Linked DNA regions of Mus musculus: regions 1, 2, 3, 4, 5 and 6 are each linked to region 7. Evidence: chromatin contacts called from public HiChIP or PLAC-seq and promoter capture Hi-C data. All regions are on one chromosome and are shown on one strand. The core of a region is the stretch at or near the end of the contact, and the rest is flanking DNA. Distances in the headings are between cores, read along the strand shown. Region 1 holds the start of Ptger2 (prostaglandin E receptor 2 (subtype EP2)). Region 2 holds the start of Styx (serine/threonine/tyrosine interaction protein). Region 3 has its middle 6.5 kb from the start of Gm34250. Region 4 holds the start of Ero1a (endoplasmic reticulum oxidoreductase 1 alpha). Region 5 holds the start of Txndc16 (thioredoxin domain containing 16). Region 6 holds the start of Fermt2 (fermitin family member 2). Region 7 holds the start of Cdkn3 (cyclin-dependent kinase inhibitor 3).

Region 1 (4,279 bases), core at 963-3,462, 1.8 Mb before region 7:
ATTTTATATTTCAAGTAATATGTATTAGTCAGAGATCCTCAAAGAAATAGGACCAATTGTATATGTCTTTCTCTTTATGTGTGTTCTGTATACAAAGTCATATGATACACAATGTTTTTGTCAATAGTGTACGTCACACTCAAATAACAAAACTGCCTAGCAACAGCTTTCTCAGTCTGTATTCCAGCCCTTGATTTACATGTGGCTCTCTATGTGTGTCTACTTGTAAAGCCAGTGTTATGTTTGGAAGAAGTCTCAAGACTGAAGAGCTAAAAGTTGAGATTCTAGTCAGCCTGAAAGCCTGAGAATCAGGAATGTCAATGGCGGATCAATGCCCCAAATGAAGCTGGGTATCAACCTTCACCTATATTCCTAGTGCTATTCACTCAGCAACAGACCAGATGGGGCCCACCCACAATGGAGCTGTTATGTGCCTTAGTCAGTCCAGCAATGTGGATGCTAAGTTCTTTAGAACACCTCCCAGATATAGTCAGACATACTGTTTAGTCAGCTCCTGGGCATCCCATGCCTGACCAAGTTGACACACAATTACTAATCACATGGTGTTCCCCAAACACAATGGCTTCATGAACAGGAACTGAAAATTAGCAAAGCTGTATGTCCCAATTCTAAAACTGAGGGTGTTAATATATTTTTCTATTAAGAAATCCTAGACTCTGGATAAACTGAACTTGTACTGGGATGCTGACACTACAATTAGAAATGGGAAGAAGCCACTTTCAAACTACAGAAGATAATTCAATTTACTGAACCGACCTGATGGTCTGAGTAGGTAGAGATGGCAAACTAAGCATCCAGTGAGACTGCTGAAACATGGAACACAGTAGGACTGCTAGCTCTCTCTGTGCAACTACTGGAAACAAACACACAAACAAACAAAAATGCTAATTTGAATATGTTGCAAATGAAATCACGAAGCCCAGAAAAGTAATTACTAAGATATGAACTCCTAAGAATTATACAACTAGCTCTGGTCTTTTTCTTGTGACATATTCACCTTTAAGTAGGGATCACTCACGGAGCCCCAAAGCCACCTGTCCTGTAGACAAACTTCCCTGCACCAGGGAATTCCTTGCTTAAACCCATGTCTGGGGCTTCATAGTGGCTTCTTCCCCCAGGATCCCCAAGACTGTCTCACATGCAGGGAGTGCATACCCTAGGGTCTGAGGGGTTGTTGAGGAAGGGGTATGGACAGAGCTTAGTAATCAGAAACTAGATTGTCCACACACCTCTGTGAGAATCTTCTCACAGTGTGCTACTAAGTTGGGGTAGAGACTAGCAGAAAAAGGCAGAGGGTATAGGGATGAGATCTCGAATTTTCTCTGGTATCCATTAAAGTCAGCAGAGTCATGTCACTCATGTAGTGAAAAGGTAGAGACAATTATATAGAAATAGAGCCACAAGGGGCTTTTGTTATAAGGTGACCATGGAAACAGAAAGGGTATAAAAGCCTTTGGAAAGTAAACACAGTGGAAACAGCATCAGAGTCTTGCCTGTTCTGCTCATTCCCCAACCATGTGGGAGGAGATGGCACAAGATGGACATGGGAGAGTCCACTTTGGGTGGCTGTGTGGAGGACGCTACTGGCCTGCAGTTTACAGCCTGAAAGGAAACTAGAGGAGTTTGACACCCACTGCATCCATGCCCTACAAACTTAGCAATGGAGTGGATAGCTTCAGCTGTGGGAAATGAGCCTGTAGGCCTCCCAAATGGATTCTGCTTCCCGTATTTTGCTAGAAAACCCCTCCAGTCCCCAGGCCAGAAGCATGGTGAGCTAAGTCATGAGAAGCAAGGTGTACTCCATAAATAATCTTTCCATTGCTCTTTCTTTTTACTCCTGGGCAAACCTTTCTTTCTCAGCACACTCTCTTTCTCTGCATGAAATACACTTTTTCTAGTAGTATACCCTTGCCTACGTTGTCTGTCAGGCTGGACTGAGAAAACCAGAAACACTGCTGCATTTTTAACTACTCTGTAACTATGGCAACAAATGATAAATAACTATTTATGCCAGCTTCATTGTGAAACTGGCCAATTACCAAAACACTCCGGGAATAAATCCTTCGAATGGTTAACTGACTGTGGAGAGACGAATGTGAACAATGTATTAACAGATTCTTCAAGATTGAGCCTCAATAGAGAACACTTAAGTGCCATTTGTTTTCCATCTGGGGCCACAAACATGACTCTAGAGGATTACAAGAACAGTTCCTGTTTTGTTTTGTTAGGATTGCTTAAGCAAGTCGTTGTTATAGGAAGGCAAAGGCCACTCTGTGGTGTGCACGGTTCCATTTCTTGGATGGATAGGTTTGCTTTTCAGTTCCTTCCAGTTTTTGTCCCACCTTTGTTGGGTATCTTTCTGGATGTTTTGTGTTTTGTTTTGTTTTAAAGGAAAACAACAACCTCTCTCATATTCTTACTTCAAGTTGTCTTGATGTTTTTGTGCCTCCTCCACACCTCACAGGGCTGGACTCTCTTAACCTCAGTTTGGTGAGTTCCTGTTACCCCAGTCTTATTAAACTGTGCTGGTTCCCAGCCTTCTGCTAGGGCTAAAGGCTTCAGAGCTGAAGTCAGAGGCACTGCAACTTCCAACCCATAGGAAGGAAGACCTTATGGGCCAGCTCAGGGTGAGCGCTGGGAACGCCCCCAGGTCCCTTCTAGAGCCCTGTCAGTGTGTGTCTGCCCTGCCTGGCCCCACGGCAGCAGCTCGCAAGCAATCTAAATTGCTTTCCTGGATTCCACTACTGGACTTGCCCCCTGAAGGCGCTGGAGGGAGCAGCTGCTCTGGCAAGCACCCCCTGCTAGGGCAGGTGAGGCACAGAAGCACCGAGAGCGACCGGATATTGTAGTGAAGAGGCCACTGTACGTACAGGCAGGAGACCCAAACAAGTCTGTCCTTGGTGCGAGTTGGGGGCCGGAAGGGAGCTCTGGATTTCGGTCCCTCCCCTTTTCCCTGCTCTGTCTTGGAGCCCTGGGGCCATCAGACCCTCCGACTGTCTGGTACTTGCCTGGAAGAGATATCATCTCTCCTCCACACCCTCCACCATGGACAATTTTCTTAATGACTCCAAGCTAATGGAGGACTGCAAGAGTCGTCAGTGGCTCCTTTCGGGGGAAAGCCCAGCCATCAGCTCGGTGATGTTCTCGGCCGGGGTTCTGGGGAATCTCATCGCACTGGCACTGTTGGCGCGCCGCTGGCGTGGGGACACCGGGTGTAGCGCCGGCAGCAGGACCTCTATCTCCTTGTTTCACGTGCTGGTAACGGAATTGGTGCTCACTGACCTGCTGGGAACCTGCCTCATCAGCCCGGTGGTGCTGGCTTCATATTCAAGAAACCAGACCCTGGTGGCCCTGGCTCCCGAAAGTCACGCGTGTACCTATTTCGCTTTCACTATGACCTTCTTTAGTCTGGCCACGATGCTCATGCTCTTCGCTATGGCCCTGGAACGCTACCTCTCCATCGGGTACCCTTACTTCTACAGGCGCCACTTATCGCGCCGCGGGGGTCTGGCGGTGCTGCCTGTCATCTATGGGGCCTCCTTGCTCTTCTGTTCCCTGCCGCTGCTCAACTACGGGGAGTACGTCCAGTACTGTCCTGGGACATGGTGCTTTATCCGGCACGGGAGGACTGCATACCTTCAGCTGTACGCCACGATGCTCCTGCTGCTTATCGTGGCTGTGCTCGCCTGCAACATCAGCGTTATCCTCAACCTCATTCGCATGCACCGTCGGAGCAGAAGAAGCCGCTGCGGATTGTCTGGCAGTAGCCTAAGAGGCCCTGGATCTCGCAGGAGAGGAGAGAGGACTTCGATGGCAGAGGAGACGGACCACCTCATTCTCCTGGCCATTATGACCATCACCTTCGCCATATGCTCCTTGCCTTTCACAGTAAGTCACCTTTGTTTCCACAGCCCCGCAAGCAGCCCGCGCAGCCTGCTCAAACTCCTCTCACCCCACCCTTTCCACCTTTAGGCACAGCCTGGGTGGGAAATGTCTTAATTGACAAAGGTCAATTGCCTTCCCCTTTCCTTTTCACCTTACCCACTTCCTTCCTTCCTCCTCCTGTCTTTGCATATGACTGTTGCTACTTAGCACTTCTTCTAAGAACCTGCTTGGTCTCTTCCCTGGGTTGGTAACTGAAGAGGAGGGAGTCCCTCCCAAGATAGGATGTTGACAATGTTATAATCTGATCACTGGGGCCCACTTTGCTATCCTTGAGGCCCCTTCTCTTGGTGCTTTCATTTCTCCTGAGCAAAAT
Region 2 (3,958 bases), core at 308-2,807, 1.4 Mb before region 7:
AAATTGAGATTATTTATAGTTAATTCTTGTTTAAATAAAGACATCAAACTTCAGTTTCATAAATACCAAAGGACTAACCATAAATGATCCAGCTAGGTATGTAATTCTTCTTTTCTCTCTCTCTCTCTCTCTCTCTCTCTCTCTCTCTCTCTCTCTCTCCCTCCCTCCCTCCCTCCCTCCCTCCCTCCCTTTCTCTCTCTCTCTCTCTCTCTCTCTCTCTCTCTTTGGTTTTTCGAGACAGGGTTTCTCTGTGTAGCCCTGGCTGTCCTGGAACTCACTCTGTAGACCAGGCTGGCCTCGAACTCAGAAATCTGCCTGCCTCTGCCTCCCAAGTGCTGGAATTAAAAGGGTATGCCACCACTGCCCAGCTTCCCCTTTCTTTTTGAGACAAGGTCTCACTATGTACCCCTGGCTGGCCTGGGACACTTACTGTGTGGGTTAGGCCAGTCTCAACTCACAGACATTTTCTTGCCTCTCCTGAGTGGTGGAATTAAAGGCATTTACCACAATACTTGCCATTGGATTATTTTTTAATTAAAAATTACTAGCAGGGTATTCTGTGCCTTTTGTAATTCTTAAAGCTGGATAATAGTTTATGTAACACTAGAGAGCATAGACCATCTAATTAGCCACCTAATTTTTGAACAGCTATCCTGTATATTGAACATGCATTACATATATGACAACATGAAAAGAGTTAAGAGGAAATCCAAGTTAAACACGCGGTCCTTCCACTTTAAAGGATTTTTTTTTTTTTTTTTTTTGATAATGACAGTCCTGAGGTCTCTAGGAAGTAGTGTTAAAATACAGTGAAAAGTAGTGATAGTCTTAGTTACACACTTTGCAGCCTTCAGTGATTCCTTCAGTGAGACCAAAGGTGGTTCAGAAGTTCAAACCAGGCCTTTAATCATTTCATCTCAGAACTCTTGTAAATTTGAGGACCAGCCTGGTGTACATAGCGAGACCCTGAAGAAGGTATATTCTTCAAAAATTATTAACTCTAACGCCAGCTCCTCACACAATCATCTTTTATGTTGAAAAATAGGCTCGGAGAAATCTTAAAGAGTACCGAATACAATTTAGTAAGTAAACTATCATTTACATTTCTGATGACTTTTTTTAAGAATCATTTTCTTGAAATTTTCTGGATAATTTGAGTTGTTAACACTCCGGAGTATACCTAAGAGGCCACTTTCTACTTTGTTTAAAGATGATGGGTATCTCGGGGTTTTTTGTTTTTGTTTTTTTCGTAGTCTAACATGAATTTAAGCTGAACTCTTCCTGTTTGGTTATGACTTCCCCCACGGATTGGATCGAGCAGCATTCCTCTGAGTGTGGAGGACACTTTGAAGGGACGGACTCCCATCCCATTTGGGAAGGCCTTGGCCCCGACCGCTCCTCCCCTACGGCCGCAGCTCCGCCCTGCGGGAAGCTCCTCCCCCCGCGTCTGCGCGCTCGCGGACGGGCGGGGCGGAGGCGCGCTGACACCTGGCGGCGGGGGCGGGCCGTCGGCGAGCGTGGGCTGGGATTGGCTGGGCCGCGTGGGCTGGGGCGGGAGGAGACGGTTATGGGCTCGTGCCTGGGTCGGATCCCGGCTCTCTGAGGGGCGCGGAGACCTGCGGGAGGGACACGGCCGCAGCATGGCGGCCGGCAGCGCACCGCCCTGCCCTCCGCCTTCCTGTCGCAGCCGCTTGGATCCTGTGGTCCGCGAGTGCTTGCTGTGAGCCTGCCGCGCGTCAGCCCCCCCACCGCTCGCCCGCCCGCCCGCCCTCCTTCCCTTGTCGCCTCTGCCAGCCCGGAGGGCGGCCGGGCGCACCGCGCCCACCCACCGGGGCCCTGGGACCATGGAGGACGTGAAACTGGAGTTCCCCTCGCTCCCGCAGTGCAAAGACGACGCCGAGGTGAGTGCCCGGCGGCCCGCCCTGCCGCGGGCAGCCCCCGGGTCTCCGGCCAAGCAGCGCCTCTGGCCCAACTGTCCCAGACTCTTCCCTTTCCCCTTGGGCGTGAAGGGGCGTCAGTGAGGTCCTCCTCCCGCGGGACCCTATCGGAGGAGCCAACCCGGAGAGTACTCTTGACCACTCGCCTCGGCGTTGAGGCTTTTCGTGAACACAGACTCTTCCTTACCAGAGCAACACGCTGTGGAGTTGTTTTTAATCTGAGCTTGATGTTAGATTCACATGCGGGACACATAGCCAGCCCCACGTGTGGAATAGATCGGAGGCGTGAACTCTGGAATTGCACCCCTCTAATAGTACTCAAGTCAAAAACCAACCACCACCACTACCAAAAAACCCACAAAAAACGATGACTAGCGTGGGGCGGGGGGGGGGGGGGAGTAGAAAAGCTAAGCTTCTTTGAATTTGAAAATTTTTAGTAACAAATCTTGCCTGTACTATCGAGAGCAAAATTCTCCCAATTTATGATTTAAGGGTTCTTTTCACCCCACCTTGATTTTTTTCTTTACCTAACATCTGTTGCAAATATTTTATGGTACCAGAAACTGTTAAGTTAGAGTTTGCCAGAGGCTAAAATTAGTGACAAGGATTCTTACCTGTGACACTTAATAGGATCAAAAAAGGATTCTAGAGTTTTGCTTGTGTGTTTGATATAAGTCCTGGCTGTCCTGGAACTCACTAGACGAGGCTGGCCTGAAACCCAAAGAGATCCACCTGCTTCTGTACCCCAAATGCTGGGATTGAAGGTGTACACCCCTTAATCTCTCAGTGTTTTAAAGGTATTTGGGACTACTCTTGGCTGGCACACTTGTAACCCCTCTACTTGGGAGGTGGAAGGAGAAAGGAGGGGTCACTGTAGCCTTGGTTCTATAGCAAATTTGAGACCAGTCTCAGTTACAGATGAGATGGAGACTTTATACCAAATGCTCAATTCTATTGAATGTCTTCATTTGATTCAGATCACTTTTTTGTATTTGTTTTGTTGTGATGGTGGGTTTTTGAGAAAGGGTTTCTTTGTAGCCCTGGCTGTCCTGGAACTTTGTAAGACAAGGTCTTGTGTACCCAGGAATGTCCCCTGTTCTCCCAAGTGACTTACTGTCATTTGAAGGATTCTCTTTCTTATTTGTAGTAGTGATGGTTGAGGCATACATAATATACATACATGCACAAAAGCAAAACACTAATACATGTAAAGTAATAAAAATCTCTAAATAAAATTCTGGGGACAGATAAGATTCTTTAAATAGAATTTAAAATAGAAGTATAAATAAAAATAGACACAATGTTAATACTTTTGTTTTAACAGAACACTTTTAAATTTTTTCTTTAATAAGAATCTGTTTGGGGAATGCCAGGGCCAAAAAGCGGGAGTGGGGGGGAGGGTATGGGGGACTTTTGGGATAGCATTGGAAATGTAAATGAGGAAAATACCTAATTTAAAAAAATCTGTTTATAAAATTGGTCTTTATAGCCGGGCATGATGGTACATGCTTTTAATTCTAGCACTTGGGAGGCAGGGGCAAATGGATCTCAGAGTTGCAGGCAAGCCAGATCTACAAAGCAAGTTCCAGGACAGCCAGGGCTACACAAAGAATCCTTTTCTCAAAAATTAATTAATTAATTAATTAATTAAAAAATAAAATCGTGTTTTTATAAAAAGCTATTAGGGGGTCAGGGGCAGGATCTAATCTAAGCCGGCTTCGAACTCACAGGGATCCACCTGTCTCTGTCTCCTGAATATTGAAATTAAAGGTGTGCTACTATGCCCAGCTTGAAAGAAGTTTTTAAAGATTATAAAATCTTATTTGTGTACATAACGGATGTCCCTGTGTATGCACTCAGTCATTTATCACTGTGGCTATTCTGAGCAGGGTCTCTGCCTGAACCCGGGGCTCATGTTTTCTTGGCAAAGCTGGAAGCCAGAAATCCCAAGCCGTCCTCCTGTCTCTGCCTAAGTCAGAGCTGGTATTATGCATTTGAGCTTTCCTGGCCTGTAACATGAG
Region 3 (4,318 bases), core at 643-3,142, 1.3 Mb before region 7:
GCCACTTCTGCATGCCTGGCTTCCTGAGGGTCTGGCCTTGTGTGGCCCTGTGGTCTACTTTCCCAGATGAGCTACTCTGAATTGCTAGTAATGCTTTTTGGGGGTACACCTCATAGTTGTGGTCAGTGTCGGACTCCTGAGAAGTCATGAGAACAGATCTGTCTGGTGACAAGAGCTCTTTTTCCTAGTTTGGGTTCTTTAGAGATGTGTTGTGGTAAATATTATTTTGGGGCTTTTTTTTTTTTTTTTACCACACTTTGACCATATAGTTTCTAAATAAAAGGCACAAACACCTTTTATTTTATTTTATTTTTTTTGAGACAGGGTTTCTCACTGTAGCCCTGGCTGTCCTGGAACTCACTCTGTAGACCAGGCTGGCCTCGAACTCAGAAATCCACTTGCCACTGCCTCACAAGTGCTGGGATTAAAGGTGTGCGCCACCACTGCCTGGCTTAACAACTTTTAGATTTATAATAAGCCATGTATCATTAAAGTTGGGCAGATATCAACACTCTATACTATTTTGTCTACTCCCCTGTCAATAACTCCGAGATATCACTTGCCATGTTCTGCCTGGGCCACTCCTGCTCTGATAGGCCAGCCCTCACCATCCACCTACCCCATGGCGACTTCTTCCTTTCCTCCTCTCTCCTCTTCCTGGATCCTGCCTGCCTGCGACCCCAAGGCAGAGAACCTTCACTCTGTCCCCTCTTCTGCCCAGCCCAGGCTGTAGGCATCATTATTAACTAACCAGGGATAGATAACTTGGGAGCAGGGGTGGGCAAGGGGGAGAGGAATGTGCTAGAAAGAGCTGACTTCGAAGGCTTATTTACAGCAGTGGTCTTTCTCAGTCACTTCAGAAGTTTCCCTAAGCAAAAGGACACACAGGCACAGCTGCTCCGGGTCTAAGGTCCCCACACCCTCCTCCTGTTGGGAGATTCCCACGATGCTCTGTCTCCCTGCAGGCTGTGATTCCTTCCCCTCTGCCCTCTCACCGGATGTGCTCTGAGTGTCATGTCCCTCAGACTCAGTGGACAGCATCTTTGAAAATGCAAGCTGGCTTTCCCACTGGTCCTCTGCAGCATCTTGCTCATAGAAGCCTTTGCTCTGGGCTCCTGTATCTCAGTCATAAAGCCTTTCTGGCTGTTTTCTTCCATGTCCCTCCACTGCCTCTGAAAACTCCGGGCATTTAAGTTGACTTGGGCTATAGACCTGATGCTTACGTGGATATCACTGATTGGCCTCGCTTCTCCAGGACGATTTTTTTTAATGGCTCTACTCCCAGGAAACCTGGTTTTCCCATCTGTACTTCAAAAACAACTAAATTTAGCCTTGTTTCAATAATTCGACAGACCTCATTATTCCCCGTAATTTTTTCTCTTTCTTTTTCCTTTCTCAGCCCTTCATTGAGGTTTTGAGGGTTATTTCTTGAGATTCTCCCTTTCCTGGGAGAATTTCCTGGGCTTTGGATTTTCTTATTTCCTGCCATCTGGTCTCCACCCCCACCTCCCACCCCCGCATGGCTTCCCTTGGGCCCTTGGTGTCCCCTTGGTCACATGGCTTTCCCAGGGCTATGCCTCGTGAGCACTTATCACTCCTGTCCTGGCTGCAGTTAGTTATTAACGGCTGTGGGGCTGTCAAGGGCGTCGTAGCGTGCAACCTTCTCTTTTGGAGCCCTACAGGCTTCCCCGCTTCTCCTACTGCACGCACACCCCAAGATTTATCAACAAAATCTCCTTGTTTCTTCCTCCATCTCTGGCGGCAGTGACACACTTGGGTCTGAATGCAGAGATCTTTGGGAGAATGAACTCTATGGGAACCAAAAGAGCTGACTGGCTTCTTTGTCGACCCCTGACCTTCCTTAGAGATAGCACCCAATTAACTAGGTAGCAAACAGTTCATTGTTTTGTCTCTCCCCATTCAGAAATCAGGGCAGCCTAACCTACTGCCACAGGCCATACCCTCAAGCTTTGCTGGGACTCAGTTTTTTTGCCCCAGTTGCTCCAGATATCAAAGGGGTTCTAAACACACTTCCTAGGTTTAGAAATTGTTTTTGTTCAGAGATCAACATGATTTGACCCGAAGCAGTTCCTAAGGGTTAGAGGAAAGGCTGTTAGACCCATGTTGTTTGCCTAAACAAAAAAACCAAACACAACACACTTAAAATGTCTCCGTTCCACCACTGTGTCTTCAATAGTGAAGATGAAAGGAGACATCTGTCCAGTTTCCTTTCTAAACATCTTCTCAGGGAGAATTTGGGGCATGTGAAAGAGGTCAGGCTGCTGGCATGGGCCCCATTTACCATACAGCAAGCAAGCAGGGAATCTAGTTGCAGTTTCAAGCTCTGAGAGGAGACATTTGCACTTCACAGTGTGGCTGCTATCCTCCAGTCTGTGTAAGAGGCTCCAGGAGAAGATGTCAGGCCCTGTCTGGGATTTCTCAGCTATGTGGCTCCAGCAGGTTTGTGCTGGTTTTCCCAAGCCCAGTTGTATGCTGAGGCAAGCTTGGCATTTGCTTTCCCAGTGGAGCTGGCTGTGCTGTTGCTGGCCCAGTTGGGTCTGTGACTTACGTGGGGTCTCGGTATATCCTGAGTATGAAACAGAGCAAGGTCAACTGGACCTTGAAGAACTGAAGCCCTGGCCCCGGGCTCATTTGCCCTGTTCTTAAACCACCGAAGCCTGCTAGCCCCACCAATTAAAGATTCTCTTGGCAGCAGAGGCCAGAATTGGGGACCAGGTATCCAGGAGCAGTGTGGCTGCTGCTGAGACCACTCCCTCCCCCTGGCCTTCAGTGACTTAGTACCACTGTTACACATGGGACATTAGCACCCAAAATGGTCTCTCAGTAGTTTGGAGGTTGTCCAAATGGTGTAGTAGGGTGAAGTGCTTGCCACATGAGCCTAACAGCCTCAGTTAGATCCTGAAATCCAGGTAAGGGAGGAGGGGGAGGAGGAGGGGGAGGAGGAGCTTCATGTGCTTGCTCCTGCCTCCTCAATAATAATAAAAATTTCAAAGCACAGCCTGCCCACTACAATGACAAATATTTGCCATTTTTCACTGTTTCAAGCCCTCCATGTTTAAAAGCGAGTTGTATTTTCTGCAAGGTGGAACCTGTCATTCTTCATTCTACTGTTCCGTGTGTTTGTTTACAAGTCTTTGCTGCTTTAGGTAGTGAGCTGTCTTTTTTTTTTTTTTTTTTTAATCATTTTTAGTTCAGTGCTAGATATTGCCCACAGGACTCTGCGGTGGGACGTGGTGCGGGAAGTGGGGAAGGCTCCTGGGTAGCTCACACTGACTAGCCTTGAACTCACTAACACAGGCTGGTCTTGAACACTTCAGATCCTGCTCCCTCCCTCCCTGGTGCCAGAATTACATACAGGTTTCCCAGCCCTTTTGACTTTTTGCCCCGAGGTCTAACTAATTTGCTCATTGTGATTCTCCTGCTTTAGCTTCTTGAGCAGATGGGATTACAGACCTGTGCCACCACAGGGCCCTGCATGCCCTAGAACCTGTTTCCTGGTGGGCACGAGGACACACTTAAGTTTCTCCACATCCACGGTGGAATTGAGAGGGCCTAAAATGCACAGGATGGCAACAACCGTTTCTGGGGACGCTATAGTTTATAATTGCACCGATAAACATCCTGTTACCCCAGTAACGCTTTACTCTGTCAGATCTTAACCATTTTACTAGTACCACAGGCAAGAGACTACTTTAAAATTGGTGGCTGGGATGTAGCTCAGCAGCAGAGCATGTGTCTAATACACGAGGACCTCTGGGTTGGTTCTGTCCTCTGCACTTCACATACAAAGCGCCCATTTTCCAGAATCCTGTGCAGATGGACAGCTTTTCACTTCAGGCTTCCTTTCCTCCCTTGTGAAATGAGTACCTTAAGGGTTTGTGCATTTCCTCTGGATTGGCCTGTGTGAGCACAGACAGGTGTGCACATCTGTTTATAGTCTCGGTTCTCTTGTCCAGCCAATTATATGATGCAAATACCTTCTCCACATTTTCTGCTCTGTTGATTGATTTGAGAAAAGGCTTGGCTTTGTATAAGCTTGGCATCTTCCGGCCTCTCCAGTCAATGCTCTCCTCTTCCAGCTTTGATTTGCTGTCCACTCAATACTTCCTGCACTGTGTTGTCTCACAGACAGTGACACGTAGGACACATAGGCCAGGATTCTTTAACTCGGATCACAGGAGCATTTTTCCAACTTCAGTCCTTGGTCCACCTGGAATTGATTTCGATGACTGCATAGCTAGACGAGGCTGTGGCCCAAGCTCTTTGGGGAACTCTTTTGTGATGATCTCAGAAACAA
Region 4 (4,226 bases), core at 1,580-4,079, 1.4 Mb before region 7:
AGGTTTGAAAACCATTTTTTAACTCAGTTTTGATCTCAACAAGCACTAGGGACTTGTTGCAATGACTTTCTAAGGTCAAACAGCCACCGACTGCTCTGACCCAGACAGCATCTATGAACTGAACCCCATTACAAACCAGATACCCATGTGACAACAGGAGGTAGGTGGTGATGAGGTAACCCAAGGCAAACATGGTAACAAAGACCCACAGCAGGAAGGAGAAAACAAAAACAACAACAACAACAACAACAAACTGACTATTTTGACTATTTCTGTCATTGGCTAGGCTATACTTTGGAAACAAGAAGCTCACTATGTAACCCAGGCTGACCAGAAGACCCTGATCAAGCTGTCTGCAGATGTTACACACAAACACCACTGCTCCAGGCTATCTTGCTATTACTCAAAGTTGACTCTGAAGAGGAAAACCAGAAACTTCCTTTAAAGAAAAAGTGGCTTAGATGGTTGTGGGACACACCTTTAAACCAAGCTCTCTGGAGGCAGAGGAGGAGCTCTGTAAGTTGGAGGCCACCTTGACCTACAGAGTGAGAATCCCTGTTTCGAAACTCTGAGGTTATTGCGGACTGAAGAGAGCTCAGTATGTAAGAGCAAGTACTGCTCTTCCACAGGACCTGAGCTCTATTCCCAGCACCCACATGGTGGCCCACGCTATAGTTCCGTGGGATCCAACAACCTCTTCTGGCCTACTCAGACACTTCACGGATGTGGGGTGCAGACATGCAGGCAAATACACATTAAATAAAAATAAATAAATCCAAAAAACAAATAAGAGCTGGGCTGGTGACCCTTGCTTCTAATCACAGTACTTAGGAGGCAGAGGCAGTGAAACCTCTGTCAGGGCAAGGACAGCCTAGACTACACAGTGATTTCCAGAACAGCCAGGGCTATGTTAAAAATGGCTAAAGATAGGCAGATAGACAGACAGACTGACAGATAGATGGATCGATTGATCTGAAGATATTTTGACAACAGCTAAAAAAAAAAAAACCAAAAAAAACCCCTTATTACTAACCAAGGGAAAATGCAAAAATAATTAAAAGTTCCTCAATTTTAAGTAAATATCCAAAAAGATTGGTTGTATAACAAAGTTGAAGAGTCAAACAGTATTTGAATACCATTACCCAGAGAACATACTTGAAAGTGTAACTCCTAGTATCTTTTCTCAACACTCTAGTTAAAAGCTTCCTATCTCAAGTGTTTAGATGTTGAAACTGTTTACCTTAAATTTGTAATCAATAGAAAAATGGCCTTTTTCTGGACTTCTAACAACTCACTTCTGCTCCAAAATTACTCAACAAAACAATAAAATCCAAAAGTTTAAAGCGATGAAACAGATAACACCCCTTCTTCCTGACACTCGAGTGCTTATCTTACAGTATCATATGCAGCATACACGTATTTCTGATCACAAATAATAAGACCCACGAGTGACCTGGCTGTCTATCCCTCCATTTTTTTATAGATGTAATTTCAGAAATCGAAGTCCACCAAAAAGGTGGCTATAAGAAGAGCCACTGCTTATAGGGCTATAAGAAAGCCAATGCTTGGTCATTTGCCTGAGGACCCGAGGTGGATCCCGGTGTCCCATGTGGTGGTTGGGGAGAGGTTCCTGCAAGCTGTGGACTAAAAGCACCCCCTACAATGCGTACATTCACAGGTACAATATACATACCCACAAAACAAACCTGTATTTTAAACATCGTAAAGAACAGTAATGAACAAGTCGAGGGGGAAAGGGTGCTGGCCAGCGCCAGGTGTGGTCGTGAACGTCTGTTTAACAATACAATTTACATATTAAGTATCTCAGTAATAAAATGATCTAATACACTTTTAAACAGAAGAAAGTCTGGGGAACCGCTAATATTCGAGAGTTCTTCCAGGCTTTACAAGAAAGCACTAAGAGACTAGCACATCGACTGAATATGATACTTCTGGGTATTTCCAAGCTGTTAGCATTTCCTTAAGACAGCAAAATGAAATTCACAGTTATTTCAATGCGCCTAGCCTAAACGGCCTCATACAAAATTTACAGGCTACACTAAGAAAATAAAATTCTTTGAATGTTTTGCTCACGGAACCCACATCTCCTACAGAAGTAAATAATCACAGCTCATAATCAAACTTGAATACAGAAGAGCTAGGGCCTACCTCGGATTCCGCAAAGGAAGTGTCAGTATACGAGAATAAGCTTCAGGGGCAAGGTGCACCATACACAGGCCGAGAAGTCACAGGACAACAACAGCCGCAAAGACACCAGGCAGTTAGATCAGGCCACCCAAAGAGCCCCTCAAGGTCATTCAACCTCTTGACAACGACAAGACCTAAAGAACAACTAGTCTCCCCAAGAGTCCATATCGGGAACAGAAAGGCTGGGGACGTCCCCGGCACCGCTCGCACGAGGTGCCCAGGTGCCGGGTCCATTCAGAACCCCCGGTCCTGTGGACACGGAGCAGCCAAGGCAGGATGCAAGGAAGCAGTGTGACAAGCTGGCCAGGCGCCCACGCCCATCGAAGGGTGCCCCGTCCCGGGGCGATCGGGAACGCGGTGCGGGCCGCGCATCAGGATCGCCGGCGCCCGGAGATGCGCAGCCCCTGGGCCGCCCGCGCGCCTCACCTGGCAGAAGCAGCGCTGTGCCGCTGTCTCCGGCCGCCGCTCCTCGCCGTGGCCCAAGCGCAGCAGCCACACGACGCCCAGGAGTCCAACGAGCAAGCCCCAGGCGCGGCCCATCGCCGCTCGCCGCCCACCGCCCTCTACCCGCGCCGCCGTGCTTGGCTCCCCGGCGCAGGCCGCGCGCCCGCTGAAGTAGCCTGCGCCGGCCCCGCCCCGCGCTCCGCCCTGCGCCCTCCGCGCTCCCGCCTCCCCTGCGGACGTGCAGCGGCGCGCGCCTCTGTCCACGCGAGCCTCGGGCGGCCGCCTTCCTGCGCGCCCCGCTCACGCACCCGCCTCCGGTACACCTGGCCTGCAGCTCGTCCGGCGCAAAGACGCGGTCCTTCCGGGGTCGGGGTATCCCCCGAGCCACACTGCCCGGGGCCTGCGCCGTCCTGCCCGCCCCGCCCCGGAGCTCACGCCAGCCAGCCCATCCTTTCTCAACACTAGGAAATCCCGAGCCTGGGTTACGTGTCCGCCGTGCTCTGGCTGCCTAAGCCTTTTAAAAGGATGTTGGAGTTCATCTCGGGGAGCACGGCCGTACACACGATTCAGTGGCTTTCTAGTTTTTCCCTTCCTACATCCTACAAAGGGAACAGGTGAAATTGGTTTCCAAAGGGCTGTGCACCGCGGCTTACACCTATAATCCAACACTCCAGAGACTGTGGCAAGAGGATTGCTCAATGTCAAAGACAGCTTGAGCTACATACTTCCTGCCCTATAGAGTTAGGCTCTATTTTATAAATAAATGTTTAAATATAATAATAAAAACATGTTTTTATTAAACTAGCATAGAGAAGATATTAGCTCAATGTGTAGTCCCGATTTGTTCATAAAAAATTGACTCCTTTTTTGCTGTATTTTATGCGAATTAGGCATATTTCACAAGCTAGAGAGCAATGTGGTAAAGACTATTCAATCTCTCGTTTCATAAGTGGAAATGGGGAAAGCTGTTGCTAAGAACTGGAGTCAGGCAGTGAGAAGCCTTGCTTAGCCTGTTATCTATAGCATGCACTGTACACAGAGTAAGATAATATGGCCTTATAAGCTAATATTGTCTTCACGATAGCTATATTCCAGCTCATACTTACCTTTTCTAGAACCAGATCATAGTGTCTCTGTTACAGGTGTTTTTGCTGGTGTTCTTTTCACACTGTTCCAGATTAAAAGCAAGTTTCCATTCAATTCACTTTGCAATGCCGAGCTTGGCCTTGGAAGTACACAGGTGCATCGGCTCCATAAAACTGACAATGTCGTCAGTTTTCTTGGCTTCGTTGTCTCGTTTAGCTTGGGGTAGTGCATTTTTATTTTGATGAAGGGTCTCACTGTGTATTCCTGACTGGTCTGGAACTTACACTGTGGACCACGCTGGCCTCGAACAGGCAGAAATCAATTCACCTCTGCCTCCCTAGACCTGAGATTAAACACCTGTTGCCACCACAACCAGTCTTCCAGTCTTATTTTTAGTTCACTAATAATTGTGTGTAAGATATGTTTTCAATCCATATGTACATTGTAGGAAGACTCAATCACACTAATATATCCATCACCTCACCAGC
Region 5 (4,250 bases), core at 1,129-3,628, 1.5 Mb before region 7:
TGACTGTAGGAATACAGCACAAAGAACCCTTAGCTAATACGTAATGAGCTCAAGGGAGACTTGGAAAATGCTAAGTCATCAAGATTTGAGGACCTACTTCTGAAGCTTAAACCAGTGTATGTCCACTGGTACACAAGATAGGAAAGAGCAGCTGCCTTAACAAGAACTCTAAAGTGGGGCTGGAGAGATGGCTCAGCAGTTAAGAGCACTGACTGCTCCTCCAAAGGTCCTGAGTTCAATTCCCAGCAACCACATGGTGGCTCACAACCATCTGTAATGGGGATTCAATGCTCTCTTCTAGTGTGTCTGAAGACAGCAGCAGTGTACTCACATACAAGAAATAAATAAATAAATCTTTTTAAAAAAAGAAAAATGTTTTAACAAAAACTCTGAAGTACTAGCTAGGAGGTCAAACAGACCTCAAAACTGGTCTGAGCACCACAAGAAAAGGGTTATCTGACATTGATAATCAATAAATGAGCCACCTCAAGTTGGCAAAACTGTTGCTACAGCAATTTGGAGATGAGACATACCTAATGAGTCTACAATGAGTGTGTACCAAAGTTCTTACCGTTAACAAGCTTATTTTAAGCACTAAGAGGCTTGCAAACAGATTCGTATTGTATAGTAGCTGCTGTTGGTTGTATTTAACAAGGTATGCAAACACAGATTCCAGGAAGCACCAGCAAAGACAGGCAATATGCAAACATAAAATGTAACTTACACCCAAACTATTCCTTGTTCCAAGTAGCATGCTGACCAAACCACCTCAGCCTTGAAACAAAAGCCCATATACTCCAAAACCAGTTTGAGATCCTGCCAAGATAATGATAAAACTGGCAGGACCTGTCACAGGACAAGGTCAAGGACCATGGAGAACCATGCTCTAGGGCACGCAGAACGAGACCTGCTGGCTGCTGATCTGTACTGCTGTGTACTCAAGTTCTCTGAAGGATCCGCATCTGTATAAAGACCTTGCAGCGAGCTTAGCCTGTGCTGAGTAAAACATCATGGAAGACAGAACATTATAAACAAGAACCAAAAATCAATCCTGCACTTCCCCTTTCCCTTTCAGTCAAAGCTGACCATCCACATGTGTATCTGGCTAAACATCTGTAACATAGCCTCCACCATACAGCTAATGAGAAAAAGACAACATCTAAATGCTGGAGAGTCTCCTGCCTCATTATAGTCTTCCTGATGAGCCTACCACTGAATAAACACAGACTTAGGGCTTTCTTTTCATTTTATCATTATTGTACATGTGTGTGCATGATTACACTTGTGGATGGTAATACTGTCTGGTGTCTGGCAAACTACTGGACCAGAATAAGTACAGAACAGATCTTAAGCCCCTTTGTAACATGTACTTGGTGGTGGAGGACTGAGAAACAGCCATCTTCTTAAGCAGACCTTAAGGAGGGAGTATTTAGGAAAGGCTGGATATTGGATGCTCCAGTAAATATGCTGTCTACAGAAGCACTGAATCTGCAATGAGAGGCTCACTCTGAGAACACAGGATCCTTCCTCATCTTGCATTACTTTGACTGATTTGCTACCAAATACCAAATACAAAAAAAACACAAAAAACAAAAAACAAAAAAAAAAACCTTCATGTAGTGGCCAACATACAACCGTTCCTCACTTATTTAAAGCAGAAATATACCTCTTATTTTGTATCTCTCAGTCTCTGATGAGAATAGCACCACTTGTTCCAACACACAAGCAGAATCTCACACAAACTCTTCCATTCTGGACAATCACCACATTGTTACTGCTCCGCGCTCCCCCCACCCCTCCCCTGCCCACCCCTGCGCCCAAGAGAGCTTTCTAAATTGCAAGTTTCGAAGAATCACCTTCCCCTTGGAGAAGGCCTCAACGTTCATCTGTTCCCAGGACCACCATCCTTCAGGACCTCTTCCCAAGAGAAGAAAGGGTTGATTACTTACAGTTTCCGCTCGCGCTTTGCTTCATTCGCTTTCCTCGCCCCGTGTTTCCTCCAGCTCAGAAAAAGAAAAGGGGGGGAAATGAAATCAAAACCAGCGTCGTTTGGTGCCCCCAGAAACAGGTGAACTGAATCAGCAAGCAACCTGGCTGGAGGGACGTTTGCCGAGTGCTGATGTGCATGCAATCCTGCAGGCAAAGTCTTGAGGCCCGCGCTGCTACCCACCTGCCTGAGATTCTCGTGCAGAGATGAAAGGTCTCTGAGGACAGCACGTCCCGCCATCAGAGTAGAGATGGTGACAGAAGGCGGGGCAGGGGCTGGTCCCTACGGCGGCTCCCAAAGCAACTACGCCTACCTGAGAAGCTCACCGCCCACGGCCGGCACTGCCTCCGCAAAATCAGTCTCTTGGGCGAAAAAACAACCCCCGAGGCTCCGCCTGCTCCTCGTGCTCCTTACGTAAGAGATCCTCCAACCAATGGACGGTCAGGGGGCGGAGCGAGAACAGCCCCAGGTGACAGAATCTGGAGTCCTCCCGCCGGCGCGAGGAAGTCTTGCAGTTGCTGGGCCAATCAGCAGCGTGGGTGGGAAGAGGGGCGGGGGTAAAAGAGGAGAAAGCAGAAGGCCAATCAGATCAAAGGCTTCTGGAGTGACAGGCTCTGAGGCCTGTGGTATTCCGAGTGAGGCGCCCGGAGGGCGCGCCCGCCCGGGCCAATCGCCGGCAGCTCACAGTGCGGAGCGAGCGCCTCAAAAGCTCGGGTTTCTCAGCTGATTGTCTCCAGCCGAGAGTTGTTTGCTGCTGCTGCGGAGCCGAGCCGCGGCCCGAGGAACCGAGCCCCCCGGGGGGAAGGGGAGGCGGGCCCGAGGGCAGCCGCGGCCATCGCGCGGGGCTGCGACTCCTGTCACGGCGCTGCCCGGGGCCGCAGGCTGGGGCGGGCGGGAGGTCCGGGGGGCGCTCGGGCCGCTTCCTTCCCGCGCTCCCTCCCCGCTGCTCGCGTCCCCTCATGAGGGTATCAGTGTCCGGGCCGGCGGCCGCCGCGGTCCCCACGGCCGGCCGCGAACCCTCGACGTCCGGCGGGGGCGCCGTCGCGGCCTCGGGCGCCGCGGTTCCCGGTTCGGTGCAGCTGGCGCTGAGCGTGCTGCACGCGCTGCTCTACGCCGCGCTCTTCGCCTTTGCCTACCTGCAGCTGTGGCGGCTGCTCCTGTACCGCGAGCGGCGGCTCAGTTACCAGAGCCTCTGCCTCTTCCTGTGTCTCGCGTGGGCAGCGCTCAGGACCACGCTCTTCTCGGCCGCCTTCTCCCTCAGCGGCTCTCTGCCCCTGCTGCGGCCACCCTCTCGCCTGCACTTCTTCCCGCACTGGCTGCTCTACTGCTTCCCCTCCTGCCTACAGTTCTCCACGCTCTGTCTCCTCAACCTCTACCTGGCAGAGGTAAGGCGGGAGGACCGGCGAGCGGGGGAGCGGGGCCGCCGGGATCCACTCCTGCCGAGACGGAAGGGGTCGGGGCTGGGGGAGGTGGCCGGAGGGCAGTCTGGGGACACTGAGACACTCCTGTCTTTCCCTCTCCCTCAACTTAAGCCGCTGATGGACTCGGTGCCTGAGGGGGTTGGAGAAGTGTGAGAGAGAGAGTATGCGTGCCCCGACAACTTAAGGCAGTGGGACACCCTTTGTTCAATGTCCCAGACCTCCACGTAAGGCGTTGGTGGCGACCACAGAGAAGCATCGTAAGAAGTAGCAGCTCCGGTAGCTCTGTCGAGGCTGGACCGGGTTGAGGGAGGTTGGATGCTGAAGTAGAGGCAGCTCTGCTGAAGCTGGACCGCTGCCAGCCATTACGTCACCAGGCAGAGCTGTTCCTCCGCTATTGTTGCTGCGTTTCTTTTATTAGAAGCTTATATCCCCCCCCCCCCCCGCATCTCCTTAACTGTGGCTCGATACACCTTGCACAAATTCTGATCGATCGCTTCCCCGACGGGGTGAACGATCAATAACCAATGCTGCGGGACAGTCGAAGGACCTCCATAAAGCCCTTAGTGTTTGTCCCAGTTGCTGCTTGCTTTGGCGATTTAGGCGGTCTCTTACAGCACAGCCCTTTGGGGGAGAGCTAATTAGGAGAGAAGATACAAGCTTAACCTGTGCCTGTTGCAGAAACAAACCACGGAACTATGTTTTTTGGTGTTTTTGATTTTGTTTTTCCAACAACTTGCTTAATAGCTGGAGTCTAATCACACCCCCTTTCTCTTTTACGGGGAATTGCTGGTTGGATTGCATTGTTCTGCAGCACATTTGACCCATTTCAGACAGGTTGGGGG
Region 6 (4,401 bases), core at 715-3,214, 1.2 Mb before region 7:
ACAAACAAACAAACAAAAAACCAAACGTAAACTGACAGTTACTTGATTAAAGCAGCAAAACTGAATTCTTAAAGGGCCCCTTGGGGGCTCGTTCTTGGGCTATCTCTGGGAGTCAATCAATGGACAGTACTAAGAAGGGCCCCCTGCAATTAACTCCTCTTTAGTCCTCCAACAATAAAGTTCCCTCCAGGGGCATAAAGCAGAGTCACCTAATAAATGAATTCAGTCTAATTCCCAAATTATATCAAACTTCTATTTCATTTACGTTATATGGTAAATATGCAGTTCCCCCTCCCCTTTGGTAAGAAATACTTTTTCTGAGAAACGAATATTCATTACTTTTCCAGGATGGCCTGAGACATGAATGCTGATTAAAACCAACTAACCCTGCCACAAAAGACATCCCCACACAAAACACCTTATCACTTCATTATACAAAGCAGCAAGCATTTTACAGGCCAGAAAGCTGCTGCTCTGATAAACGCTCTCCGGATAAAATCACCCATCTTATCTAGTCTGGTCAATCTGCCAGGTGAAAAATGGTTTGCCTTATCACAAAATGTGGAGTGCAGTTTTCTCGAATATCCTGGGTGATAGCCCTTCCTTACAATCAAGTCCGAATCAATGCAGTATCTATGTGCACTCAAATACTGTCATCTTCAACTCAGTTTAGTGTCTGCTTTAAAAAAACAAAACACACACACACACACACAAAAAAAAAACAAAAAATAAAAAATAAGTTCTTTCGTTGGCTTCTTAATGCTCCTGATAGCTTACTTCCAACTCAGAATACAGATACCAAGTTTGTCAAGCACTGCCCCACCCCTCGCAAGAGCGGACGAGTGGAACATTTCAGGGCACTCCATCACGTAGTACAGCTACTGAAACTTCATACCGACCAACACCAGTGCACATTCTCCAGACCGGGCTGACTGTACACTCTCCCCAATAAACACCACCATCAACATCCAGGTTCCATGAGGATAAGAGGTGGGAACACCTACAGACCCGTAATACCACATTCACAACTTTCACCTGCATACTCTCTCTCCTCGTTACTTTCAACAAGTCGTCCCGGGAATCCGCAGTTAAGCATTTGGTAGGTTCGAATCACTCACTACCTTATGTAAAAATCAAAATAACAAGCAGGACGCAGAGGGGAGCACGTCTATGCGCCCTAACGTTAACAAATTTCGCATTTTAAGCGCAGCACACGCCAGGAGCTAGGATCTCCCAATTCTACCCCTCCCCCCGCCGTCTTCCCTCCCCACCCCCTCCTCTCATTCTGGGAAGTCTTTATTGGAGGCATCGGGGTGCTACTCACCGAGTTTTTCCACCAACTTCAGCATCACCCCTCCGATGTGCACCTCCCCGGTCACTCTCAGAGTGACATCACGGTTCAGGTCCGTGACATGGACGCTCAGTTCCCACGTCCCGTCCGCGTAGCAGCCATCTGGCATCCTTATCCCGTCCAGAGCCATGGCTCCCTTCCTGCGAGCGCGGAGGAAATGGCTCTCGTCAGCGTCACTCCCCCAAAGGAAGACAAACCCCACCGAGTCCGCGGCGCCGGCCGCTGCGAGGGAGAAGGCGGAGGAGCTGCGGCTACGCGCGCACAACCAAGGGCGCGAGCGCGGGCGACTCGGCACCCAGACCGTGGCCTCCGCCCGCCGCGCCCGCCTAGCGGACTTGGGCGCCTTCACCTGCCGCCGCCGCCGCTGCGCCCGGACCGCCCCGCGCCTCCCCACCCGGCCGGGGAGACCGCGCCGCGCCGGCGCGCGCTCCGCTCCTCCCGCGGCGTCCTCCCCGCGCCCCGTCCTCCGCTGCGCCCCTCACCGCGCTCCTCCCGCCGGGCTCCCGAGGCAACAGGCGAGGCTGGCGGCACCCGCGTCGCTGCTCGGGAGGAAAGCGAAGCCTCGCGCCGCTGCTAATGGAGTCCCGGCACCGCGGCCCCCGCCCCACCCCCTCTCCCCGCCCCGGCCCCCGCCCCGCAGCACCGCCCGCAGCCGGCCTCCGCCCCCTCCTCTCTGGCTCTTCTCTGACCGCGCTCCCGCGGGGGAGAGGAGGCGGCGCGCGCTCTGGTGGGGCCGGGGCGGTGCGCGCCTCGGGGGAGCGCTGCGGGGGGAGGCGGCGGCCGCAATCTCGGCCCTGCGGAGCGCTGCCCTTTTATGGAAATGAAGGACCAGGCGCAGGGATGGAATCCAACATCCGGGCTCTCGGCTGCGGAGCTGGGGTGGGGGGCGGGGGCTCGCGGGGCTGAGGCGGCGCCTGCAGCGGGGTCCCCGGGGTTCATGCGTGAGAAGCTGCCTCGGGAAGTTCCCAGGCCCCGGGACGTGTGCGGGGAACCCGGGCGCGAAGGCACCGCGCCGGGGAGCTAGGAAGAGAAGTTGGGATGCAGAAACTTTACGATGTCTGCCTTGAACATCCCACAAAAGTAGGAGAAAGGACACAGAGGGGCGGTGAGCCACAAAAGTTGCCTGGCAAGCAGGGTTCCGCACCAATCTGCGGCTCCTGCTGGACTCATGAGAGTCGGCGAGCATTATTAACCCCTGGAACCCAAGTGCCTGCCAGACGCAAAAGCTTGGCTCATGCGCTCCGGCTGGAAAAGGGGGACCTCCCCACCCCACCCCAGGAGGGCAGTGGTTTCCCCGAGACCCCTTCTCCACCCACGCCAACTGTTGGCGCGTACTTGGGACTTTTCCTCCGCAACTTAGAGGACTCAGTATTTTGAATGCACGCACATTCTCTTCCTTACCCTCCCACACACTTCCAAGACATTTAAGTAGTTTTGAACTGATGTTGAGCTGTTAAAGACTTTGACTAGTGACGAAGAAAGGTCCCCGAAGGCCCACTTCCACGTTCCCATTAACTATTACACTCTGTTGAAGGGAACTGTTCAGAATCAGCAAGCCAGGGGTTGCCTCTTCTAGCAATTTATTTAAGTCCAGGAGAGTCCGATAAGATACTGTAAAGGATCTTGGTTTTTAAAAAGTGTCTTGGACTTCGTGAACTGCCCTAGACACTTCAAAGGGGAGCCTACCGCGCAAATAACCCTTTGTTCATCAACACAACAGCAAAAGAAAAAAGCACAGCCTGCAGAAAGGGGTGGACACCCGTAAGGGAGTGAAAGCAGGAAAACTCGAGTCAAATGCCAGAGGTTTGGGAGTGGAAAAAAAAAAAAAAGGGAAACCACTCTGCTAACACTAGCCAGTCATCATGGAGAAACTGATGCACTTCTCCAAGCTTGCCTCTCTCCAGTTATTTCTACTCTGAGACGTTGTGGGTGGTTTACTTAGAAGCAATGTTGTTCAGGGTGGAAACAGTGTTGATGAAATTATGTTGTTGGAAAATACATAGGAGAATATTTTTAATAATGTAGAGAATTAGTTGCTTGGGTTAAAAAAAATCTGTACAGACCAGGCATAGTGGAGCATGTCTTTAATCCTAGCGCCCAGGAGGCAGAGGCAGGCAGGTCTTTCTGAGTTCAAGGCCAGCCTGTCCTACCTAGTTAGTTCCACGACAGCCTGGGCTATTAGAGAGACTCTGTCTCAAAAAGGCAAGCAAACAAAAATCTGTAGAAAACTGTACGTGCCTCTGTAAAATCAAGAACGCACTCATAGCCGGGCGTGGTGGCACCCGCCTTTAATCCCAGCACTCAGTAGGCAGAGGCAGGCGGATTTCAGAGTTCGAGGCCAGCCTGGTCTACAAAGTGAGTTCCAGGACAGCCAGGGCTATATAGAGAAACCCTGTCTTGAAAAAGAAAAAAAAAAAAAATTAAGAAAGAAAGAAAGAAAGAAAGAACACACCCATTTTTAAATATTTAGATTGAAAAAAGACTAGAAGGAAATTCCCCAAATGTTAGTTATTGGGTGATGTGGTCAAGAGAGGTTTTCTTTTGATTGGTTGGTTTTAGTCTTTCTTTTTCTAACTAACTCAAACCTGCCACATCCTGGACTTTTCTGGCACCACTAAGAATTGCATTCCCTGCCATAATCCGTCTCTGTGCGGTGGACAGACTGGCCACAGCAGCTACCAGATTCGTGAGCTGGATTGTCACTTTTTTCCCGTGTGTGTGTGTGTGTGTGTGTGTGTGTTAGCATCCCCAAAGTTAACTATACATTTATGTTATGTATACATTTACAAATAGGTTGGTACAAAAGCTATAGAAAATATACTGGTACCAATTAAAAACAAATATCAAAGAATCAGGGGTCTATCCCAATGGAGAAATCTCTTTATTAAAGAGATTTCATGAAAATTTACACGTCTGTTATTCACCTCATCTGTTTTTTCCCTCACCTTATCTCCAAAAGATCTGTGGCAATATAAAAGGAGGCATAAGCTAGGAGGTAGCAGGCGTTAAAAGTGGCTCAAAACAAGAAAACGATGTGTATGTGTTTGAGT
Region 7 (4,366 bases), core at 1,694-4,193:
TCATTGTGTCACGTGAGTGGGTGCAGAGGAGCAGAACAACGCACACCATGGTGGTGAGGATGCAGGGGGGCACTGGTAGAAGGAAGGGGCCATCTATCCCCAGTGCCCACCCTTAGAGACCTACTCCCTCAAAGGAGGACTTTGAGCTCACTAACATTCCATAGTAAAAGGAGACAGTTCCATACACAGCCTCCTCCTTGTTCTAGAACTTCCCAGAATAGTGCCAGCAGCTGGGCTGCAGCACCCAGGACAGGGCCCTGTGAGGGACATTTCAGATTCAAACAGTAACAAATGCTTTGGGGTAAGCCAGGGAGGCCGGCGGCGGGGCGTGGCTTTGTGGGCTTCGCTGAGGTATCAGCTTCCCCAGGTCAGCTCCTCAGCCCACACTTCCAGTGCTCCCACCCCTGAGCCTCTCGCCCACCTGACTCCGCACACAGGACACTGCTTCTCATCACACCTCGTGTGTGGCTGGCTGTCTCATATGTCCCACTTCCTGGCTCTGCTCACCTCTCGGTGTCCTGGGAGTAAATGGAGAGTGGCGGATAGTTCAGCCTGACTAACCTTTGAGAGCGTGAGATCAGAGGCACCATATGAGGAAGCCATGCAGGAACAGCTACGCTTTCCCTAGTTCACGGTTTCGCACTGGCAGCTCTGCTATTCTGTGAAATGTATGAAAACTTATTTAAAACTTTGCGAAGTCACTGTACTTAAAGAGCCCACTATCCTAGTCACATGTCAGAAGGTAGAAGCTTAAATACTGGATGACACTTGAACTATGTACCCTCATTGAGGCTCTCATATACTTTTCGATGCCCAATAGTGGATTTGTAGCGGGTGGTAACTAGTTCCCTATGTCTATAGCAACATCATCTAAGGAAGCAGACTTACATTGCCAGACGTGGTAGCGCACGCCTTTAATCCCAGCACTTGGGAGGCAGAGTCAGGCAGATTTCTGAGTTCAAGGCCAGCCTGGTCTACAAAGTAAGTTCCAGGACAGCCAGGGCTATACAGAGAAACCCTGTCTCAAAAAACCAAAACAAACAAACAAAACAAATAAAAAACAAAAAAAAGCAAACAAATAAAAAAGACAGTACCTGTAAAGTAGCATTTCTTGCTTAGTTATTCTAACTTAATCTTCGATTTTGGATATGAGCAACCAATATGGACAGCATGAGTCTAAAATTGTTCACTGACTACAGAAAATCCCAGAGGGTCTCCATGTTATTTTGTGCACTGTACTAGCCTGCTTTATGTGTCAGCTTGACACAAGTTAGAGTCATCAGAGAGGAAGGAGTCTCAGTTGAGGATATCTGCTATGAGGCATTTTCTCAAGTAGTGATCAATGGAGGAGAGCCCAGCTCATGGTGGGTGGTGCCATCCCTGGGCTGGTGGTCCTGCCTGCTATAAGAAAACAGGCTGAGCAAGCCAGGGGAAGGAAGCCAGTAAGCAGCCCTCCTCCATGGCCTCTGCATCAGCTCCTGCTTCCAAGTTCCTGCCCTGTGTGAATTCCTATCTTGACTTCCTTCAATAATGAACAGCAATGTGCAAGTGTAAGCTAAATTAACCCTTTCTTCCCCCACTTGCTTTTTGGTCATGGTGTTTCGTTGCAGCAAGAGAAACCCTAACTAAGACATGCATTGACCTGGCTAAGCCAGGTGCTCAGATATTTAGAAAAACACTATTGTGAATATTAGGGGATGTAATTTACATTTAAGTTGGTAGACTTTGGGTAAAGCAGATTGTCTTCCAAGTTGGAAGCCTGGATATTACAAAAGCTAAGATTCTCTTAACACAAGGAGGATTCTTTAGCTTATGGTTTTCACAGTTAATTTACAGCACAGACTCTTCCTGGCCCCCACAACACTCTGCCTTTGAACTTGAACTTTGATCTGATCTTCTGAGTCAACAGCCACTAACCTCTCACTAGATTTTGAACTCACCAGCATTCCGAAGTCATTTCTTTTACACACACACACACACACACACACACACACACACACACACACACACAACTTCTATTTCTCCGAAGGATCGTGACTAATGCTATTTCTAAGTCAAATCGTGCTGTCTTCTTTCCCTAACTACTAGCCCTGTGCCCACTGACTTTGACATAAGGGTAAAAGAGGAAACTTCTGCTTTTCTCAAATTCCATGATACTATTGCTCCAGGTGACTTTCTTTCCCAAAGCCAGCTAAATGAAGACTGAAAATGGAAGGTGGGGGGGGGGGGGCAGGGGAGTTAATGGAGAGAAGATTCACCAATAAAGAGCGTGTCCTCTCAGAGAGGACCCTAGTTCAGTTCCTTGCGCCCATGTAGCAGGCTCAGAACAGTCTTATATTGGCGCTGATTAAGCCTGACAAGGTCGACCCCACCCCCAACCCCCATATCATTTTATCTCCTTTTCATACAATATTAGCACATTCCTACTTGGTGAACAGGAAGACTGATCTACACATTAACTTATGTACATCCTGGAACATCCAGAACATACAGAACATCCAATGTCAAGTATGCCTATGCTCTTTATTTAGTATTCTCCAAAGTATCTACATGACTAGATATGACAGCAATGTCAGTTTTCCCAGGGACACCTCCTATGCAAGGCTCTCCTCCACCAATTACCACGCCCTGAAAGTTAAAACAATTTAAAAGAAAATGCTCCCTATCCTGGTATCATTCAGAAATTAAGTCCAGAAAGTCTCCAAAGCGCTGGACTTGTGAGGAACCACTTCGCCTCGCTCCGCCTCTCGCCACGTCCACGCCCTCAACTGGCGGAGGGGCGGAGCCCTCCAAGCCAATCCCCTTTCTTCCGGGCCCTCCTTCCGCGCGTCTTTCAAAGACTTCCTCTGAACCAATGAGTAGTCAGAGGCTGAGCAAGGCCCCGGAGTAAGAAACAGAGCGAGGATATGATTGGTTTCTGGAACGCCCCGCGCCACCTCCTACGTGGGCGGACCAATGGACTGACGGGGGCGGGCTCTTCGCGGGCGGTGTCCTAAAGGCTGCGAGGGCGGCGGCACTGGTTACGGCGAGTGGCGACCCGCGATGAAGCCGGTGAGTGGGGCTGTCCGGGACCCGAAGGATCCTCGCCACGGGGCCAGACGCTGGACCGCCTCGGCTGCGTTGCTGGGCGGCCAGCGGTGCGATTCGCACAGTAACCGCCCTGCGCGTCGGGGAGGCTGAGTGGCAGATCTGTGGCACTGCGGTTCGCTGCCCACCTGAGGGGCCTCACGACGACCCTGCCAGAGAGGGCCAAGCCATTCAGCTTGACAGCTCAGATGCAGAGGCTGTCACGGCCGGGGTTGTGGGTGGCTTGATGCCTCAGATGCAGAGGCTGTAACGACCCCGTTTGTGAGTGACATCACGATAGCCACCCTCCCTCAGAAAGCTCAGGGCACTGCGTCTTGTTTCCTGCAGGTCAGAATCCCTGGGCCTGAGGAAGGCAGGGACGTCTAAGCCTGTTAGCATTTATCCACAGCAGGCTGAGAGGGGTGGAGTGAAAAGTCACACAAGCTTAAAATCTGGTTTTATAGGAGAAAGAAAAGGGGTCTTAGCCATGACTTGGAAGCCCCACCTGACATATCGTTTCTACCTCATAGCTGACACTCCACTTAAAGGCTTCATTTGGGTTCCGTTGTGTTTTATACCAAAGAGCAATCCAAAGAAACCGCAATCTATAATTTCAGCCAGTTATCACCTGTTCCTCCAGCAAGACCTTTCTAGAAGAGCTTGAAAGCCAAGCAGTCAGGTGGTTACTCTTGCAAGTCTTGTGTCCACTGTGTCAGCTGCCTACCGACTGCATTGTTGCCAGAGGAAGAGTGAGCTATCTGACCTCTGGTATAGAGGAACTGAACACACGTAGAGCTCGCTATTTCCTCCTCTCTTGAGATCTACCTCCTCTGGCAAGCACAAGTGAGTCCTCTGTAGTCCACTGCTGCCTGGGAAGGGGTAGATCTGGATGGATGTGGGAATCACACAGCCGCAGTCTACTTTCTCCTTTTGACATTCTTTAAAACTAATATTTTTGTATACACGTGTTGTTCAAATGTCTGATCTCAGATGGTTCCAATTAGGGAGTGGAAAGGGTTTTTTGTTTGTTTGTTTGTTTGTTTTTGTTTTTGTTTTAGAAAGGGGATGAGCAGTGTCCACTGGCTTTGTCTCTTCTGGGTCATCTCTACTGAATACACAATCCTCCACCCTTCCACCCATATTGTGTTTTCTTTTGAGCCAGCCTGGCCATGTATACCACTGCTCTAGAACTTGTGCCTCAGTCTCCCCAATGCTGACATCAAAGCTTTGCACCATCATACCTGCCTTAGCTCTTGAATTTTCACACTGACTGCTTTAACTTCCTAGTCTACCTACAAAC

Evidence for each region. Promoter capture Hi-C pulls out the DNA fragments that hold promoters and counts their contacts. HiChIP or PLAC-seq counts read pairs in DNA pulled down with a chosen protein or histone mark.
Region 1: a promoter capture Hi-C map of embryonic stem cells shows a contact between it and region 7, with 3 times the contacts expected there. The contact joins the promoter of Ptger2 here to the promoter of Cdkn3 in region 7. A contact is called at or near these places in 2 of 39 promoter capture datasets (embryonic stem cells and hippocampal neurons) and 1 of 115 datasets of contacts at active chromatin or transcription factors (astrocytes).
Region 2: a promoter capture Hi-C map of hippocampal neurons shows a contact between it and region 7, with 7 times the contacts expected there. The contact joins the promoter of Styx here to the promoter of Cdkn3 in region 7. A contact is called at or near these places in 12 of 39 promoter capture datasets (the 3T3-L1 cell line, the C10 cell line, the HPC-7 cell line and 8 more), 7 of 115 datasets of contacts at active chromatin or transcription factors (astrocytes, embryonic fibroblasts, embryonic limb bud and 4 more) and 1 of 9 other capture datasets (liver).
Region 3: an H3K27ac HiChIP or PLAC-seq map of embryonic stem cells shows a contact between it and region 7, with 6 times the contacts expected there. The contact joins the enhancer-like site here to the promoter of Cdkn3 in region 7. A contact is called at or near these places in 3 of 39 promoter capture datasets (cranial neural crest, embryonic stem cells and hippocampal neurons), 2 of 115 datasets of contacts at active chromatin or transcription factors (embryonic stem cells and epiblast stem cells) and 1 of 9 other capture datasets (embryonic stem cells).
Region 4: a promoter capture Hi-C map of pre-B cells shows a contact between it and region 7, with 5 times the contacts expected there. The contact joins the promoter of Ero1a here to the promoter of Cdkn3 in region 7. A contact is called at or near these places in 13 of 39 promoter capture datasets (the 3T3-L1 cell line, 3T3-L1-derived adipocytes, the C10 cell line and 10 more), 5 of 115 datasets of contacts at active chromatin or transcription factors (astrocytes, embryonic midbrain, embryonic stem cells and 1 more) and 3 of 9 other capture datasets (liver, macrophages and pancreatic islet).
Region 5: a contact with region 7 is called in a promoter capture Hi-C map of pre-B cells. The contact joins the promoter of Txndc16 here to the promoter of Cdkn3 in region 7. A contact is called at or near these places in 5 of 39 promoter capture datasets (the HPC-7 cell line, frontonasal cranial neural crest, hippocampal neurons and 2 more), 2 of 115 datasets of contacts at active chromatin or transcription factors (astrocytes and fibro-adipogenic progenitors) and 2 of 9 other capture datasets (adipose tissue and liver).
Region 6: a promoter capture Hi-C map of hippocampal neurons shows a contact between it and region 7, with 12 times the contacts expected there. The contact joins the promoter of Fermt2 here to the promoter of Cdkn3 in region 7. A contact is called at or near these places in 6 of 39 promoter capture datasets (cranial neural crest, frontonasal cranial neural crest, hippocampal neurons and 2 more), 5 of 115 datasets of contacts at active chromatin or transcription factors (astrocytes, embryonic forebrain, embryonic limb bud and 2 more) and 1 of 9 other capture datasets (adipose tissue).

Annotation. Positions count from the first base shown.
Region 1 is chr14:44,985,899-44,990,177 of GRCm38.p6, forward strand. It overlaps Ptger2 (prostaglandin E receptor 2 (subtype EP2)), which reads left to right and starts at 2,213. Exons shown (of 2, transcript NM_008964.4): 1 at 2,213-3,909. The coding sequence starts at 3,067.
Region 2 is chr14:45,349,629-45,353,586 of GRCm38.p6, forward strand. It overlaps Styx (serine/threonine/tyrosine interaction protein), which reads left to right and starts at 1,558. Exons shown (of 11, transcript NM_019637.3): 1 at 1,558-1,901. The coding sequence starts at 1,845.
Region 3 is chr14:45,451,394-45,455,711 of GRCm38.p6, forward strand. No RefSeq gene overlaps it. Among named protein-coding and RNA genes, the nearest start is that of Gm34250, 6.5 kb to the left of the region's middle. Within about 2 kb of position 1,893, at least 45 of the 459 cell types and tissues checked have an H3K27ac peak or open chromatin away from gene starts, as enhancers often do. A contact at or near this core is called in embryonic stem cells, where this site is marked.
Region 4 is chr14:45,315,743-45,319,968 of GRCm38.p6, forward strand. It overlaps Ero1a (endoplasmic reticulum oxidoreductase 1 alpha), which reads right to left and starts at 2,830. Exons shown (of 16, transcript NM_015774.3): 1 at 2,635-2,830. The coding sequence starts at 2,748.
Region 5 is chr14:45,217,047-45,221,296 of GRCm38.p6, forward strand. It overlaps Txndc16 (thioredoxin domain containing 16), which reads right to left and starts at 2,379. Exons shown (of 21, transcript NM_001310534.1): 1 at 2,171-2,379; 2 at 1,950-2,003. It overlaps Gpr137c (G protein-coupled receptor 137C), which reads left to right and starts at 2,671. Exons shown (of 7, transcript NM_027518.2): 1 at 2,671-3,372. The coding sequence starts at 2,947.
Region 6 is chr14:45,528,101-45,532,501 of GRCm38.p6, forward strand. It overlaps Fermt2 (fermitin family member 2), which reads right to left and starts at 1,965. Exons shown (of 15, transcript NM_146054.3): 1 at 1,834-1,965; 2 at 1,325-1,491. The coding sequence starts at 1,481. It overlaps Gm46452 (a long non-coding RNA gene), which reads left to right and starts at 2,122. Exons shown (of 3, transcript XR_001781252.2): 1 at 2,122-2,456.
Region 7 is chr14:46,757,598-46,761,963 of GRCm38.p6, forward strand. It overlaps Cdkn3 (cyclin-dependent kinase inhibitor 3), which reads left to right and starts at 2,944. Exons shown (of 8, transcript NM_001360041.1): 1 at 2,944-3,051. The coding sequence starts at 3,043.